Regions from separate parts of the Hordeum vulgare genome. Here region 1 is linked to region 2. Evidence: chromatin contacts called from public Hi-C data. All regions are on one chromosome and are shown on one strand. Each heading gives the region's core, a stretch centred on a gene start, on an enhancer-like site or on the middle of the called end of the contact. The rest is flanking DNA. Distances are from core to core; before and after follow the strand shown. Region 1 holds the start of LOC123443749 (protein ROOT HAIR DEFECTIVE 3). Region 2 holds the start of LOC123443747 (omega-hydroxypalmitate O-feruloyl transferase-like).

Region 1 (2,700 bases), core at 89-2,588, 890 kb after region 2:
CCACACCGCTCTAACGGAGATTAGCATCCGCAAGGGTGTGAACTTCGGGATACATCATCGTCTCCCCGTGCGTCGGTTATCTCTTACCCGAACCCTTTACTTATGCACTTTACTTTGTGATAGACATATTGTTTATTGTAATATATCTTGCTATCACTTAGTTGTTTATCTTGCTTAGCATAAGTTGTTGGTGCACATAGGTGAGCCTAGTTGTTTGTAGGTTTTGTGCTTGACATATTAAACGTTAGTTTTATTCCGCATTTGTTCAAGCCTAAACCTTAACTATTTTAAAGCGCCTATTCACCCCCCCTCTAGGCGACATCCACGTCCTTTTCAGCGTGCACTGTTTTGCACCGTCTGTTGGAGTTGTTCGACGTCAAAAAACGAATTTTTGAACGCACATAGCAGTTTTTGGGTGCCTATTGAAGATGCTCTAGAGCAACTCTAGCAAACCCTGTATAATTGCGACGTGCAAACGCGTTTTACAGTTCGACGAAGTGGGGTTTTGCGGGACAAAATGTTGCGCTGCAGAACAGAATAGAACCGGGGGAGGGAGGAGCACGAGCGTGAGCTCGATGCCTTGAAGGAGCTGCCGGAGAAGAGGCGGCCGCGCGCGCGGTCGTACTCCTCTGTCTCGCACGGAGGAGCGACGGCGGCGGCGTCTGGCCCCACTGCGTGTACCGGCGGGCGGCGCGCTTACAGGCGACGTCGGATCTGACGCAATGAACCCTCTCGGGGTCGTCGTTCCTACAACTACCGGAGTTGGCCATCAAAGGGCGTGGAATGGAGCTGCTACGCGGCGGAATGGAGGTGCGCGGCGGCGGATTGGAAGCGCCGACGGTGAGGTGGGGGGACTTTTCGCGGCGGCGGAGGGATAGGATTTCGACCCGCATCCAGCAGTCAAACCCGTAGATATACTGTTCGAGCGCTCGCGTTTACGGGCCACCGCAAAAGTTTTACGGACCGGGCCGCGTTTACAGTTTCTGATGTGATAGGAAAAATAGTCCAAATCCGTATAATCGTCGAAATTTTACAGTTTGAACCATTATACGGGGTCTAGAGTCGCTCTAAATGCTCTAGCGAAATACTCCTTTATCACAGCTTGTGTGAGCGGCGCAGCGTGACATGGCCGCTCGGGTTGGCATGGACGGCCACCTTTCGGCACCCAAAGACCCAGATTTGATGACGCAAACAATTTTTAGAATTCCGACCATCCATGGCTGTTGGATTTTTATATACGTGTGTGTATACGAGTATAATAAGATCATACTGTATGCATGGCTATACAAAGTACCAGTATATGCGTCGTGTCGGCCTCGGGCGATACCCTCACCGAGTCCGAATATTTTCCCTTTCTTTCTCCCCTTGTGCTTTCTCGTTCGTATTTACTCCTCTCCTCCTTTCGAAATTCACAAATTACCAACCTCCCCATAAAAGCCACGCCTTCGTGCTCCTCCTCTCTCTTCCTCCTCGCCCCCACCCCCCCCACCCCCTTTCGTCCCGCTCCCCCCATCCTTCGCCGCCGACGCCGACGCCGACCGCCGTACGGGGGCCCTCCAGCGCAATCTCCACGGTGCGTATCCCCCCCCTCTCTCTGATCCGATCAACGCTTCTCGGATCGCTCCCTGACCTTGTCCCAGGGTCCCGGATTTCGATACCCCCCCTTGCTTTTTTTGTTGCTCCTCGTGGTGTGCGGTGATTCCTGGCGAATAGGCGACCAGATCGATGCGGGGAGCTGCTCCAATCCTCGTCGGTGGCGCCGGACCGCTAGATTCAGCTGGTTCCCGTTCGGTTTTGGGGGTTTATGGCTGTTGGTTTGGGCGATTCCGACCCGCGGCGCTCGATTCGCCTGGAGTTCGGGGCGCGTGCTTGGATCGCCTCCCGCTGGATCGTCTCGAAAGGCCCCGCCTTTTTTTAGCTTTCTTCCCCTTGATCTCGTGATCTCTCCGGCCGTACGATCTCGCTAGGGTTAAGGATACTTGCGGCAGCACTGTCACTGTAAGTTGCCGTAGAACTCTCCTTGGTGTATAAAGGAGGATTGTTTGATCCGCGTAACATGCAGCATCCCTGGCTGGGTTGCATGCGAGCTTGTACGGTCTGCGATCTGTAGTAATAATTGTAGTAGTGAATCGTAGTTTGACCCAGAGGAAAGCCGTATGAGCGCATGCATCCATCAATTTGCTCCCTCAGTACACTAGTAACATTCGACTGCCTATACCTCTCTCTCCCCATTTAATGCTCCCGCTCTTTTCACAGGCTTAATGGAGTAATCATCACCTGATAATTTAAAAATATTACTACACTTCTCTTCTTGACATTGTTTTTGCGTATAATGCTCAAGAAACGGCATTATTGAAGGCTTGCGCTCGGATCTGCGTGTCTTATTTATCCCATCTGTTCTTTTTTCTTTCTCTTTCAAAATTTGAAGGCTCTATGGGTTGAAAATCACTCATCACTTCTTGGTGTCCCATTCCCAGCTTAAATGTGATATTGTCTCATGCGTTTCCTCTCTTGCAGAAATGGAGGACCCCTGTCTTTCTACGCAGCTTATTGATGGAGATGGTGTTTTCAATGTTTCTGGATTGGAGAGTTTCCTGAAGGAAGTTAAATTGGCCGAATGCGGGCTCTCATATGCTGTTGTATCAATAATGGGCCCGCAGAGTAGTGGTATGCGACACTCTTTTCCTCATTTTTTCCATC
Region 2 (2,700 bases), core at 166-2,665:
CTACCATCTCCTGGAACTCGTGCATGCACGACTGCGGCAGGCCAAGAAGCACCACGATGCTGCTGTCACGCACGTCCCGCATGAACATGACCACTTCCCCGCGCGGTAGCTCCGCTGGGCCAGACCGTGCGGGCCCGCCCCACCCGAAATCGGCCGTGTGGAACCCAAGACGGTTCCACGCCGTGACCAGCGTCGTCGCTGTCATCGACGGCGCCCGGCCACCGGCGACTTCCACGTAGTCGATGGCCGAACGGATGAACGCGCCGTCCGTGCGCCTGATGGCGTCTTGGATCCACCGGGCTGCAGTCGACACCGGGCCGCCGAGGAGGTCGCCGGCAGTGGACACGCAGCAGGCGAAGACGACGGCGTTCCCGCAGAAACCGCGAGGCAGCGGCGGGTCGACGCGCCGCCTTCCGTCGACGGCGAACATGAGCTTGCTCTTCTGCTCGGGGCGCATCCTCATGGCGCGCGACGTCGCGCGCCAGACGAACGCCGTCAGCGCCTCGAAGGTGGAGCACGCGCACGCCTGCCGCTTCAGTCGCGCGAGCTTGCCGGCGTCGATGGCGAAGGCTCGGTGCAGGCGCGGTTCGTCGCGGAGGCCGGCGAGGCCGGACACGTCCTCCATCTCCGCGAACTCCTCGTGCGGGAAGGCGACCGTGGGGCTCGTCCTGGCGCGCAGCATGGTGCGGTCCAGGAAGGGCGGGGAGGAGAGGGGCACGCCGCGGGCCATTTCGGCCCAGGAGCGGAGGAACTCCGCCGCCGCGACGCCGTCCGCCAGGCAGTGGTTCATGGCGAGTCCGAGCACGAAGCCGCCGCACCTGAACCTGGTGACCTGCACGCTCAGTAAAGGCGCCCCCAGCCCCGACGACTCCTCCGAGTTACTACGGCCGACGAACACGAGCTGCCCCTGAACCGCGGCGGCGTCGGGTGCCGACACTAGGACGTCCCCGACCTCCTTGAGCTCGCAGTCGGCGTCCGCGACGACGAAAGGCACGCCACGGCGGTCGTTCCGCACCGAGAGCCTCCCGTCGTCGGCGCTCACCACCAGGCTCCCCTGGAATGGATAGTAGTGCACCAGCACCCTGCCCAGGGCGCCCATGATCACGGTGGCCGCGTCCTCGCCGGCGCGGGACGGGCTGAAGACGTGCACGGTTTTCATGAGCACTGCCACATTCTGGTCGAGGTTGGAGAGGAAGTAGTACTCGTCGGCGGCAGGAACGTCACCGGCAGCGTGCACGAGCACCGGCTCAGCCCTCGTCACCCTCATTCTCATTCTCTGTGTTCCGCACCCTAATCCGCACTTACGTCCTTTGTGCCTACGATGGAACTCATGTTATATAGTACTCTCCTCCGTTTCAAAATAAGTTTTTTAACTTTATACTCCCTCCGTTACTAAATACCATAAGACCTTTTAAAGATTCCACTATATATACTACATACAGATGTATGTAGTCATATTTTAGAGTGTAAATTCATTCATTTTACTCCGTATGTACTCTATAATCAAAACTCTAAAATGTCTTATATTTCGGAACGGAGGAAGTACTAGCTTTGTATAAGGGAAAACCTTTCCCTCAGCCGGCTGATCCGTGCTAGACATCGGTCGGACGCGCTGTCGTTCGGTCGAGTCAATCGAATGGCTGCCTGGACTATCTCTTTATCCCACGTCCTCCCTATGTTACACAAAGACGAAGGGAAAAATTCTGCAACAAGCAAATTATTTCTGAAATTCAACCGTTGTTTCAGGAATTAACGAGTGTAAAATTTATTTCTCGTAACAAAGCGAAAGTTTCTGCAACTGGGCCGTCGTTTCAGGAATGAAAGTTTCTGCAACTCGGCCGTTGTTTCAGGCGGACGGCTGCGCGCGCAGATCGGGACAACTGCGCGTACATCGGACGGACCTCCAGGTGGCGGATGTTTACTAAACATCCGTCGGTAGATGCGTAGCAGCCCCATTTGTATAAAGTTGTAAAGTATTAGAATACTACATCTGCACAACTGTAAAACCCTCTTATATTTTGATACCGAGAAACACGCGCTCCCTCCGTTAACTTAAGATATTTTTTAATATAAATTATTTTTTGGTTATCCCAATTACAAGCATTTAGGTATAGAGAAAATAAATATGAACTAAAATGAGTGAACATACACACTAAAATGCATCTATATACAACATCTTATAATAGTGAAGCGAGTAGTTTCTTTCTTCCAAAAAGGAGGGAGTAGAAGCTAAGCTGCAACGAAACCAAAAGCTATAAGGTCTTTTAAAGATTTTGATATGAACTACACACACGTATGTATAAAATACACATTCATTGATTTTGCTTTATATGTCTTTTGTATTAAAATATTTAAAAGATCTTATATTTATAAACAGCACTATATAAAAAATATATTTACATACACATGACATATACACATACACACCGTTGGTTTTCTTTTTCTTCCAGAAGTGGTCACCCTTGGTCAGATAGTTGGTTTGGGACCTTAAATTTGCTAGGTTATCTTTACCATTTCTAACAGCTGACTGCCATAACCAAACTTAATTACAAACATACCAAAAATATCGACACCCTTTCCCCTTTTGCATGGTTGATATTCTGCATACACTCACTTTTTGTAAACAAGGCAAAATATTTACTATTTTTATTGATTAAGAAAAAAAGAGTTGGTCGGTTAATTAAAGAAAATCAGACGAAA

What was found. Hi-C and Micro-C count contacts between places; a contact is called where the count stands out from the background.
Region 1: a Hi-C map of seedling shows a contact between it and region 2, with 8 times the contacts expected there. The contact joins the promoter of LOC123443749 here to the promoter of LOC123443747 in region 2. A contact is called at or near these places in 4 of 6 Hi-C or Micro-C datasets (leaf and seedling) and 1 of 1 datasets of contacts at active chromatin or transcription factors (embryo).

What each region holds. Positions count from the first base shown.
Region 1 is chr3H:326,396,363-326,399,062 of MorexV3_pseudomolecules_assembly, forward strand. LOC123443749 (protein ROOT HAIR DEFECTIVE 3) reads left to right here and starts at 1,339. Exons shown (of 23, transcript XM_045120271.1): 1 at 1,339-1,573; 2 at 2,518-2,667. The coding sequence starts at 2,520.
Region 2 is chr3H:325,505,299-325,507,998 of MorexV3_pseudomolecules_assembly, forward strand. LOC123443747 (omega-hydroxypalmitate O-feruloyl transferase-like) reads right to left here and starts at 1,416. Exons shown (of 1, transcript XM_045120268.1): 1 at 1-1,416. The coding sequence starts at 1,273.